Linked DNA regions of Rattus norvegicus: region 2 is linked to region 1. Evidence: chromatin contacts called from public Hi-C data. All regions are on one chromosome and are shown on one strand. Each heading gives the region's core, a stretch centred on a gene start, on an enhancer-like site or on the middle of the called end of the contact. The rest is flanking DNA. Distances are from core to core; before and after follow the strand shown. Region 1 overlaps Elfn2 (extracellular leucine-rich repeat and fibronectin type III domain containing 2). Region 2 holds the start of Elfn2 (extracellular leucine-rich repeat and fibronectin type III domain containing 2).

What was found. A called contact is a pair of places that touch in the nucleus more often than the background predicts.
Region 2: a Hi-C map of frontal cortex shows a contact between it and region 1, with 2.2 times the contacts expected there. The contact joins the promoter of Elfn2 here to the enhancer-like site in region 1. A contact is called at or near these places in 2 of 12 Hi-C or Micro-C datasets (frontal cortex and hepatocytes).

The regions. Positions count from the first base shown.
Region 1 is chr7:112,107,114-112,113,102 of GRCr8, forward strand. It overlaps Elfn2 (extracellular leucine-rich repeat and fibronectin type III domain containing 2), which reads right to left. Exons shown (of 2, transcript XM_006242041.5): 2 at 1-2,222. The coding sequence starts at 1,830. LOC102549375 (a long non-coding RNA gene) reads left to right here. Exons shown (of 4, transcript XR_593647.4): 2 at 2,134-2,229; 3 at 2,326-5,989. Among named protein-coding and RNA genes, the nearest start is that of Elfn2, 43 kb to the right of the region's middle. Within about 2 kb of position 3,463, at least 31 of the 93 cell types and tissues checked have an H3K27ac peak or open chromatin away from gene starts, as enhancers often do.
Region 2 is chr7:112,150,266-112,156,254 of GRCr8, forward strand. It overlaps Elfn2 (extracellular leucine-rich repeat and fibronectin type III domain containing 2), which reads right to left and starts at 3,015. Exons shown (of 2, transcript XM_006242041.5): 1 at 2,547-3,015.

The sequences.
Region 1 (5,989 bases), core at 2,213-4,712:
GGAGCTCTCCTTGTAGGGGGGTGACAGGAAGCTGGGCCGCTCCAGCGCCCCAGGAGTGGCAGTCGAGGAGGCAGCAGTAGCTGCAGGGAGGGACTGGCACTCGAAGGCCAGATCAGAGTCCCCACCGCCACTGCCGCCCCCAAGGAAAGAGGCGGAATCCAGCTTGAGGGCGTCTATGCAGTTGTTAATGATCTGGTTGACCTTGTCCACTTCCTTGGCGATGGTGGAGATCTCAGCTGCCGAGCCCTGGCCGTTCTCGATTTCTGGGAGATCATCCTCAGGCCGGGCCAGGCTGTCCCCTGCAGCACCTGTGCGCACCTCAATATAGTTGCCTTTGGTAGCCACCTTGGGTGTGTCTAGCCCGGCCTCCAGACCCTTGGAGGCGGGCAGTTTCTCCCCAATCATGGAGGGAATAGAGGACATTCTGGCCACGGGCAGTACCGGTGGCTCAACCAGCTTTTGTGCAGCATGCACTATGGAGCCAGCATCCACATCGGCACCATAGCGCATCTCTAAGATAGTCTTCTTGACGTTGACGGACTTCTGCTGCTCCTCTTGCATGCGCCGCTTGCGCAGGCAGTAGTAGACAGCCCCCAGCACGATGACCATGCCAAACAGGCAGCCCAGGATGGTCATGATATAGTGCGTGGTGGTGGAGGTGCTGGGGACCTGATCCCCAGGCACAAGGTCCCGAGTGGTGAAGGTCAGACAGGTGTGGTTGAAGCGGCGGCTGTTACGCAGCGAGGTGACACAGAAGGTGTACTCGGTGTGCGCCCGAAGCTTGTCCAGCGTCACGATCTCCTTCTTGTTCTTGAGGGTCATGACATCAGAGAAGTAGCTGTTGTTGTACTGGACCAGCACATACATCTTGCTGTAAGGGTGTGGGATGATGACAACCAAGGTGGCCGAGGTGAAGGTGACTTGGTGCAGCTTGATGGCTGGCCCAGCAGATGCATCCGTGGTGGACGAGGCCGGCGGCTCCACTGAGAGGATTTCGTCAGGATTGAAGCCTGAGTTCTCATCAGGCTCCCTCTGAGCATCCGTGGAATAGGGTGTGGGGTGACTCACAGGCCGGGCAGGCATTGAGCCATTGCGGCACTTGGCCTGCAGGACGGTAATGGCATTGAGGCTGTGGTAAGGTCGAGGCACCAGCAGTGGGTAGCCAGCAAACTCCCTCGGTGACTCACACTGCAGGCGGTCGTAGTTCTTGGTGACATTGTTGAAGACCACAAGCCAGGCTAGGAAGCCGAAGAGGTCACACTCACAGTTAAAGGGGTTGCCGGCCAGCTCACACACCATCAGACTGGCCAGGCTGGCAAAGGTGGCGCCATCCAGACGGCTGAGGCGGTTGGAGGACAGGTCAATGCTGATGAGGCTGGGGCACTCGGAGAAGGCGGTGGGCGTCACCACCTCAATGAGGTTGTGCTGGACGAAGAGGAACTGCAGGCGGCTCATGCCTCGCAGCATCCCCTCAGTCAGGTTGCTGAGCCGGTTGTAGCCCAGCTGCAGGACCTGCAGGCTCGTCTGGCCCAGGAAGGCACCATCCTCAATATAGGAAATCTCATTCTTGGTGAGGTTGAGGTCCGTGAGGTTCCCGAAGCGATTGAGTGAGGAATAGAGCACGGCCTTGAGCTTATTCTCGTTGAGACGCAGGTCATGCACAGTGCTGTTGATGTGCTGGGGGATGGTCTCATATGGCGGCTGGTTCTGGCTGCAGATGGCCAGCCACACGTAGCCCTTGTCCCCCTCGATGAGCCAGCAGTCCGCGTGCACAGCACCTGGCTGACACACACACAGCAGCGCTGCTGCACACAGCCCCAGGCGCAGCATGGCCCAGGCTTTGGCCCCTTAGAGGCCCCGCTGGGGTGAAGGGCCAGAGCACAGAGAGGCCTAGCAGCCAGAGGCTGGAGCTGGTAGCACAGTCCTCCCCGGAGCTGCCACCATCTTGGGGGTGACCCCCAGCATGGGGGCCTTGGGCAGGACGGGAACAGCTGGCGCCTGCTGCTCTGAAGGGCTACGAGCAGCAGGCAGTGGGTGTTGTGACTCCAGGTTCCTGCTGGAAAGGTATGCAGGGTTTCAGGCTTTGACGTCTTCTTCTTCCTCCTCTTCCTTCCCCTTCCCCTTGGGTTCCAGGCTCAGACCTTCAGGCAGTTCCCACAGGAAGCAGGAGTGTAACACTGAGGGATGCTGAGCAATGGAGACAGGAAGAAGTCCATCTGTCCCTGCAAGGTAGCATCAAAAGATGGTGACAGATTAGCATGAGGGGCTGGACCCACCCCTTCAGGGTCCAGCATACTCCCCCATCCCTCTTTTATACCCTTTTAGAACCAAGGACTCTTGTGCCAGCAAGGACCCCAGGACCCCTGCTTCCATAAAGCAAAGGAAGGCTAGGGTGACAAGGCGGGAAGGAGAGACTCGGGAGAGTTACCGTGTGTAGGGGCGGACTGAGCACCAAGACAGAGGAGGAAGATTGGAGAGGATCGGGTGGGCACAAGCGCATGGCCACCCACCCTCCAGTGCATACTTGGCACGCAGTGTCCACATGCAACTGCTGGCCTGCACAAAGCCCATGAATCCAAAGCTGCATGGGCTACACATGGGAGGCACACACACACACACACACACACACACACACACACATACACACACACACACCTCCCTACCATCTGTGTACATGACAGACATGTCCACACATCCAAGTGGGCACCCCCAAATCCGGATAAGAATTAAGAAGCCCAGTGAAATGCCTCGTTCTCCATGCCCAAAGATAAATAATTCATTTGTTGTGTAACTGCTCTTGTTCCAAAAATAATTCCCTTGTCTCAGCTTCCATGGGGGAGGGGAGCAGAACGGGCTGGCAGTGGGCCTCCCTTGTGGTGGGGGTGTAAGGGCCAGGGTCTCTGCAGAAGGAGGGCTGGTTCTGTGGGCAGGACTAAGCCAAAGGAGGAGGGGCAAGAGTGAAGAACTCTAGCCCACTCCCTAGCAGAAGACTGCTGGGGAAGGTGCATGAATTCCAAAGGGGGTTCAGGACTTGGGACCACCTCACGTCCTTCTGGAGTCAGAGAAGGATGAGGCTTTGTACCAAGTAACACAGCAAAGCTGGGTCAGGATCAAGGTTCCTAAGACACTGACAGTCACCATGGAGCCAAGGGGCCCTGTCCGCCTGATGAGCTGGGTAAACAGCACTGTCTCTTAGCTACCTCACTCCTGCAGTGTGGGGGAAGCCAGCAGCCCTTTCCTGGGCCGTTTGATGGGAAGTGTCAAGGTGCAATTTGGCTGCTCATCCTGGGACACAGAAGACTGAGCAGCAGCGGGGGGTCACAGCCCGTAGCCCATCTGATTCATCCTTTACTTGCCCATGAGGAAACCAAGTTCCAAAGCGCTGGGGAGATTTGGCTGGGTACCGTGCAAGCTGCACACAGCCAGACCTGGCGCCAGCTCACACCCTGCACTCCAGACTCCAGAAACTATGATGGCCCTAGACAGTTGCATTCCAGCAAGGACAAAAGGTGGTCAGAGAGATCCACATTTGTTCCGGAAAGCCACAACAGTGTCCACAAGAGCCACCTCCACCCCCTGCTCCTCCTCCAGGGAGACTCTAGGAAAGAGCGCTTTGAAAAAAAAAAATGTCTAGACTTTGTGTTAAAGTGAAGCCAATTTAAAGCTGTGAGCAGCAGAGGAGAAAAGGGAGGGAGGCATGTGAATGCACCCAGAGGAGGCTCCAGGGGCCGTGCATGCCGCAGAGCTAGGTGATAAGGTCTAACCTGGATCAAAGGCTGGCTCTGTAGCAGGACGGGAACCTTAGAGGCCAGCCTGACATACCTTTCTCCCCACTGTGGGGCCAAGTGTGGGAGTCACAAGGCTGCCCAGGCAGCTGACAGTCCTCCACCCTCACCCACACCACACAACGCTCTCATAGCCGAAGACTTTGGCTCCTCTGACACATAGCCTCCATTTCCCACCAGCAGCCAGATCGTCGTGGAGGGGGGTAAGTCCTCTCTCAGTTGCTGTCTTGAGAAGCAGGAACCAGCCTGTCTGAGAGCCCTCGGCCTGTAATAGTGGTTCACCCTCAGTCTGGGGACCACATTGATATGCAGGTGCACACACAGGTGTGCAGCTGGCTCGGTGCAGACACAAGGGCACTGATGTATACACCGAGATGGCATGCAGGTTGGCACAGACGCAGGAGTATGTGTGTGCACACAGGACAGCAATGGTTAACCATGGGGCCACATGCTGGTGTGTGCAACGGTGGCAGGCATTCTTGTCTGTGGCCTTGGAAACGCAGCCAATTACTCCCCACTCAATGCTACCTAAGCACATGTATGTTGCTCATACATGTGTGTGTGCGCACATGCTTACACCACCAGCCATACACAGAGCCCCTCCCCCTGCTCAGATCTAAGCTAACACATCACTTTAGCCCACAGCTGAGGAAAGCCCAGGTGAGGCAGAGGATAGGAAGGAGCCAAGAGAGGGGGCAGAAAACGGCCCTGGTTTGGAGAGGTGCGCTGGTTCCCCGGCTCTGCCCTTCCAATCAGGCAAGGGTAGGCGGAATGCCCCATAGTGTCCCCCCCCAGCCCTCAAGGTGACCCTGAAGTGGCCCTCTCCTGCTCCTCTGCTCCCCAGGCTGGTTTGGGCTGGGGCCCAGCGCCTACTCTCCCTGTGACGCATGCACGGTGGGGAGGAGGCTCCCAGCACAGTGTCCCGTATGCGTCAGTTGCCCTGTCCTCATCCTGGGCTGTCTGCCCACCACCCGTTGAGGCCTGGTGCAGCCACGGGAAGGACAAGGCCACAAAGGCGCTGACTGCAGCACTTGGCCCCCTGCCCAGCTGCTCGCCAGATCAAGGTGCAGGTGTGCAGGGGATGGGTGTGAGGGTCTCAGGGTCAAATATACAAGGTCAGCCTCCCGTGCTCCTAGGAGGGTGCTCCTGGAACACAAACATCCCTGGGAGGAAGGAGAAAGGAAGCTATGGAGACAAACAAGCACGTCCAACAGGACTGACCACAGGGAGGGAGGTGACAGGCTTGGGTATGACCCGTGTACCTGCTGCCTACCTCCCAAGACCCAAGGAGACAGAGACTGGACCAAGCTAAGCCCCCAAACAGATCTAAGAGCATGTCAGAAGGAGGAAGGAAGCGTGAGAACACACGTAAGAGCATGTCAGGAGGAGGAAAGCGTGAGAACACATCTAAGAGCATGTCAGAAGGAGGAGGGAAGCGTGAGAACACACGTAAGAGCATGTCAGAAGGAGGAGGGAAGCGTGAGAACACACGTAAGAGCATGTCAGAAGGAGGAGGGAAGCGTGAGAACACACGTAAGAGCATGTCGGAGGAGGGAAGCGTGAGAACACATCTAAGAGCATGTCAGAAGGAGGAGGGAAGCGTGAGAACACACGTAAGAGCATGTCGGAGGAGGGAAGCGTGAGAACACATCTAAGAGCATGTCAAAAGGAGGAGGGAAGCGTGAGAACACACGTAAGAGCATGTCAGGAGGAGGAAAGCGTGAGAACACATCTAAGAGCATGTCAGAAGGAGGAGGGAAGCGTGAGAACACACGTAAGAGCATGTCGGAGGAGGGAAGCGTGAGAACACATCTAAGAGCATGTCAAAAGGAGGAGGGAAGCGTGAGAACACACGTAAGAGCATGTCAGAAGGAGGAGGGAAGCGTGAAAGCGGCTGCCGAGAGCCCGATAATGACCATGCTGAGCCCCAGGGGCAGCTTAGGAGCCATGCAGCAACAGACACGCCAGCACAGGCAGGGAACACATCTCAGATCTGTGCAGCATCGGCAAAGAGCAGTCTGGCCAGCTACAGGCTGTGCGATGTCTCTTCCCATGAATCCTTGGAAAGGAGGAAGAGCCAGCAACCCCAGTGGGCACTGGGGTGGGGGTGTAGGTCAGAGCTGGAGAGAGACTGCCTGAGCCACCTGGCGGTGTTCTTCTGTCTCAGGCTTGGCTTCAGTGGCCAGGTTGACCCAGCTGGGGTT
Region 2 (5,989 bases), core at 1,765-4,264, 43 kb after region 1:
ACAAAGGTCCCCTTCCCTGACGATCTGATTTGTTTTCCCTGCAGTCACCCTGTGGGAAAAGAAAATGTATTGACCTCAGTTTCCCTGAGGGATGTGACAGCAGCCAGCCCACTCACCTAGAGGACTACTGTGAGGACCCCAGAAGAGAACCGAAACTTTGCAAAGTTCAACTTAACCAGAACAGCAGGGGGTGCTGGACGGGAGGGGCATTCCAGGAAATGGAAGACAGATCTGGCACAGGCTGAGCTCCACCCCAGGAGCCAGACACCAACGGGCCTGCTACCTTCTGTGACCCCCCCTACCCTTTACCTCTAGCCTCCTCCACAAGCAACAGACGAAGGTCCAGGCAGGAAAGTAGAAAGACAGTACCCAAATCGTAAAACTCAGAAAACGGCAAATTGAGCTTAGAATCCAAGGCTCCAGGCTTCCTCACCATGTGCCCGTGCATCCACACGAATGTTTGCAAACAAGGTTTGTGCCCAGGGTATGTGAGCTGCTAGTAGAGAGATTCAAGGGGGTGTCATGAGTGGGAGGATGAGGTGCATCCTTGGCTGGGGAGCAACCTCCTTAAAAAATGAGGACCACACCTCTTCAGACTACCAGGAAATACGGGCCCCTGGCAAGAGACAGCTTGCTCTGAGGCTCCATTTTCTGACCCTCTCCTTCTCCACCCCGCAAGGGACATAAACACACTCAGTCCCACACATACACACCGATATCATATGCCCCGGCCCATTAAGGGTGGCCCTCACACTGTTGTCCCTGTGACGTCACCAATAGCCTGAAGCTGATGTCACACCCCAAGGTTCTCACTGACATCACACACATTTCTTTCTCCCCACGTCTCTCTACTCTTCTTTTCCTGCCTAAAGACTATTGGCCCAGAGGTTCCCCTGTCCCCCATGCGTGACAGTAAGGCCCAGAGATACCTAAGACAGCACCAGTGTGAGTTCACCCACATACCAGACAACATTTACACGCATGTACAAGCCCACTGTGGATCTAGACATGTCCCACAGGTGTCCACAGGCTACATAAACAGTTTGAGCCAAACACACACACACACACACACACACACACACACACACACACACACACACAGAGGCAAACATGCCTAGCCCTCGTGATGCAGCTCCGGGTGTTGAGATGCCCCTCCTCCGTCATCGAAGCCAACAGCCAGAGCTGCAGCTTCCACTACATTTCTCCAGGTACCGCCGGCAGCTGCCCCTTCCCCCAGCTTCTCCTCCCACAGCCTGGCCTGCTGGCAGTGACATCCGCAGCCGGACACAAGAGCACGCGCACACAAATGCACGCGCGCTCAACACACAGACACAGACACACACACACACACACACACACACACACACACACACACACACATTGGTCCAACACCTGTATCTCTCAGCAAGGAACTGGCTGCAGGGTAGGCAGAGTGCAGAGCCCTGAGAAGTGCCTTTAAGTACCACATGTATTCGAAGCTGACTGAGATTCCAAGCAGTGTCCCTGGCTCATTCTCCTTGGTCATGCCTGACACACAGAGGCCTCGCAGCCTCTGTCCTCCACACAATCTTTCCAAGTACGCAGATTCACACAGAGAGACGCACAGACACACACAAGCTCTATCCCCTCCAAACATTCCAAGGAAGCCCTGCTGGGCCACAGATTGTGTGTGTGTGTGTGTGTGTGTGTGTGTGTGTGTGTGTGTGTGTGTGTCTATGTCTGTGTGGCAGTGGGGGATCTATCCTGAGTCAACAGACATCCCTTCTCACATGCATATACCACCCCACCAGCCAACACACCCACCTTCTGCCCCCTCCTAGCCAGTAGCAGTCTACACACACACACACACACACACACACACACACACACACACACCACTAGGCAGTGGTGGGGCTCAGTCAGAGCTGCAGTCTGTCGATTTATGCTGGTGCTTCTGTGCTTGTCCCACACCAGCCCTGCCGAGAAAAAAAAAATCCAAGCCCTTGCAAGGGTTCCAGTGTACCCTAACTCTGGTTCCCCTACTAAATTCACAGTGCCCCTGAGAGATAAGGGGACTAGCCGCATGCCCGGTCCTCTCCTCCTAGGCCAGCCATCTAGCCACCCCGTTAACCCCCACCCCACCCCCCTTACCAGTGAGATGAATTCCTTGACCCGCCACGACTCAGTGAAAAGCGGGCTGGAGCTCTGGTTCGCCAAAATGGGGGCCAGATAGGTGCGGTGTGGCACTGGCTAGCAAAACCGTCCTCCACCAAGCTTCTGCATCACCACCGGGAAAATGTTCACCTCGACGCTCGTCCTCCCTGCCCTCCCACCAAGCCTCCGCCCAGCCTCTCCCCCACCACCTTGCGCAGGGTGGTCCCTTGGGGGTCTTACGGGGATCCCCAGACCAAGAAGAACCCGGAGTGGCTCTCCCTGGCTCATCTCTGCTCCCGGGTCCCTTTCCAAGCCCCACCCCCGCTGGCGGCCAGGGAGCCCTCAGCTCAGCACGGATTCCCAGGGTCTCCGCCAGCCGCCTGCAGCGCTCGGATCCGGAGGAATCCACTCACCTCCAGTCCCGACTGGGATCCGAGAGGGATGCCACCGCCTCCGGGCAGCGGCTGCTGCGGGGCCTGCGCCGGAGAGCGAGCGTGAGCGCGGGTGCGAGTGTGCGCGGCGGCCGGCCGTGGCTCTGTGCGTGTCGTGTGTCTGTGGCGTGGCCCGGGCGTGTGTGTCTGTGAGCGTGCGTGTGCGCGCAGACACTGCCACCCCCGCCTCCCGCCGCGCAGGGCTGCAGCCCGCAGAGGGCCCGGGTGCTGGGCGGAGGACTTCAGGGGATGGTGATCACTGCGTCTGTCCGTCCGTCCGGCTCTGTAGCCGGATCCCTTCACAGGCCTCTCCGCTGCAGACCCTCCTGCCCCTCCGCCGTCTGCTTCCACAGCCACAAGCGCGCTCCCAGACACACGCCACGAGGCGGGGGCCGCGCTGGGCTCTGGCGCTACTGCAGCTGCAGCGCCCTGTGAGGTGGCTGCACCGCGGACCGCCAAGCCCCGGGCACCCGCCGAGCGCGCCCCCCGGCCCCGCCCCGCCTCGGCCACCTCTCTCCAGGCTGTGTCTCAGTTCACCCCACTACTGCCTCCTCCAGTTCATTCAACAGCTGGAGGCTAAGTTGCCCCGGGTGCAGCGCCCCACTCGAGGACAACCTCATCCCCAATCCCCCCACCTCCCTGCACCCCTTTCCGCCTACTCCCTGACCCGGTGTTCCGCGCCTAACCACTGGAGAGCACTGCGGTGGGGCTGCTGCGTTCCCATTTTGCAGGCGGGGCAGCTGAGGTGGGTGAGCAGAGTGCTTGCTCAAAGTTAACACAGCGTTAACACAGAGTTCGCGGCGTCTCTCAATTCTCCCTGCCTCCAAACCAAGGCACTTGGCTACCTCTCGTTGCCTTACCCCATCCCCGGGAGGATACTGGGCTCTATGGCCACACAGAGAAACTTCCTAAGGCCTTCCTGGCTCTGCATCAAACACACCCACCCACCACCACCACCACCACCGCCACCACCTGCAAGGGGGTCTCCTTGCACGGCAGCGGTAGGGAGAGGCTCTGCACTAGGAGCTGGGCACATCAGCAGCTGGTGGGAGTCTGGGCTGGTGTCAGGAGTCTCCTCCAGCCTCTGTGACCCGCCAACCCAGACAGTTGATCTCTGCCGCCGCCAAGCTTTCTGCTTCGCAATCACTTTTCCGGGCGCATTCACCAGTGCCTGTCCTCAGGTGGTGCACAGCAGCTCAGTCCGGCTGCTGGAACTCCTAACAAGGATGTCTCCTGCAGGCCTAGGCTGAATCTGGACAGATGAATGGGAGCTGATGGGTAGGAGTTGCTCAGCTGATGGGTAGGAAGTGGAGAAGGGTATCCCAGGCTGCGGGAACAACATGTGCAAAAGTCACAGAGGCGGAAAACATCCTGGTGTATCAAGTACAGAGGGACCCGCGGAGTTGGATATTACTAGAGCAGAAAGAACTGCTGTTCAGAAACATCTCCCTCTTGTCATCCGAGGACAGGAAAGCAGCCCAGGATAGGGCCAAAAGGGTAGATAAGTGCTGAGACCCAGGCCACCTGTTAAATCACAATTCAGAGAGACTGTGGGAGTGTCTCACCTCTAAGCCTCCCGACCTGTACCTTCTTGGGTTCCAGGGACATTCCTTCCTATCTATCCTTCAGGCCTTTCTTGCAGACCCAAAGAAGCCCGAACGCTGCCTCCACCTTCTAACCTAATCCCCTTCCCCAAAAGGGACCAGAAGAGCTCAGGGTTCCCCACCCGAGGCTGGGCACCGAGGTGGGTCTAGCTCCACGCGCACGCAAACACACACACACACACAGCCCCACCATCCCCCACCCCACTATCACCCCACCCCACCCCCGCCAGGCCCGCTTCTGAAGAGACAGCTGCCCCTGCGCCCTCTGGTGGATCAAATACGCAACTGCAGAAAACTCCCTGTGGCTCGCGTGTGCTCAGAGGTGGGCACTGGCAGAGGCCTACTAAATCCGCCCTGACCCAAGACATTGAGCAATAACTCCGGAGAGCACCAGGCATGGAATTACAAAGTGACATTTCTGATTCATCTGAATGAGTTTCCAGTCATCAGCCAGAGTGAGAGTCACACCCGTGCCACCCCCGCCCCCATCCCCCACCCCCAGCCTCAGTTTCCTCCTGAAGGAAATGGTTAAGTCCCAGCCAGTCCTTACCGGTACACTCTCTTCTCTCCTGGGGCCTGCGGAGCTGGCTAGACTCACTCAGCAGTAGTTTTGGGCTTCCATGTTTCCCACATTCCCGCTTTGAAGACTGGCCCTTTCAGGGCAGAGATAAGCTGTTACCACTTTCCCTCTCTGAGCTCTGTTGATGCACCACACAGATGGATGACATTGGCCGGCGCTGGGGTGGGGGTCATTGTGGACCACACCATCTGGTTCCTTGAGTGTGCCTTCTCTACACCCGCACTGTCCAATGGAACGTTCTACTACGGTGGAAGTGATTTAAGGAACCACTAACCTCGTGGGGCTACTGTGTGGTTAAAACCGTGGCTTCTACAACTGCCGAACACACTTATCTTTTTTATTTTGATTGATTTAAACTTAAGTGGCCACGTGTGGCTTGTGGCTACCATGTTAGTGAAAATTCGGGTACACAGCAACCTCCTCATTGAAAAAGCCCAGAGGGGGGGGGGAGGCGGGAGAGGGAGGGAGGGAGGGGGAGAGAGAGAGAGAGAGAGAGAGAGAGAGAGAGAGAGAGAGAGCGAGCGTTTGAGCGCTTGGTGTGAGTGTGCACACCAGGACCCTGAACAATTTATAGATCCAATGCAGTTTCCATAAAAATTCCAACACATTTCTTAATAGACCTTGGCAGAGCAAATTTCCAACTTCATATGGAAAACAAAAACAAAACAAAAAACAAACAAACAAACAACAACAACAACAAAAACAGGCTAGCTAAAATGACCCTGGACAATAAAAGAACTTCCTGAGGCATCACCATCCCTGACCCCAAGCTGTGCTACAGAGCAATAGTGATAAACACTGCACAGTACTGGTATAGGAAAAGACATGTTGAAAGTGGGATCAAATTGAAGACCCTGAAATAAACCCACACACCTATGGATAACCGATGCTTGATAAAGAAGGCAAAACTATACAATGGAAAAAGAAAACATCTCCAACCAATGGTGCTGGTCTAACTGGATGCCTGCATGCAGAAGATTGCAAATGGATCCTTATCTATCACCTGCACAAAACTCAAGTCCAAGTGGATCAAGGACCTCAACATAAAACCACATACAGTAAGTCTAATAGAACAGAAAGAGGGGAGTAGCCTTGAACTCACTCACTGGTACAGGAGACAACTCCTGAACAGAACACTAGTGGCTCAGGCTCTAAGATCAACAACTGATAAATGGGACCTCGTGAAACTGAAAAGCTTCTGAATGGCAAAGGACAAGATGGCAGCCTACAGATCAGGAAAG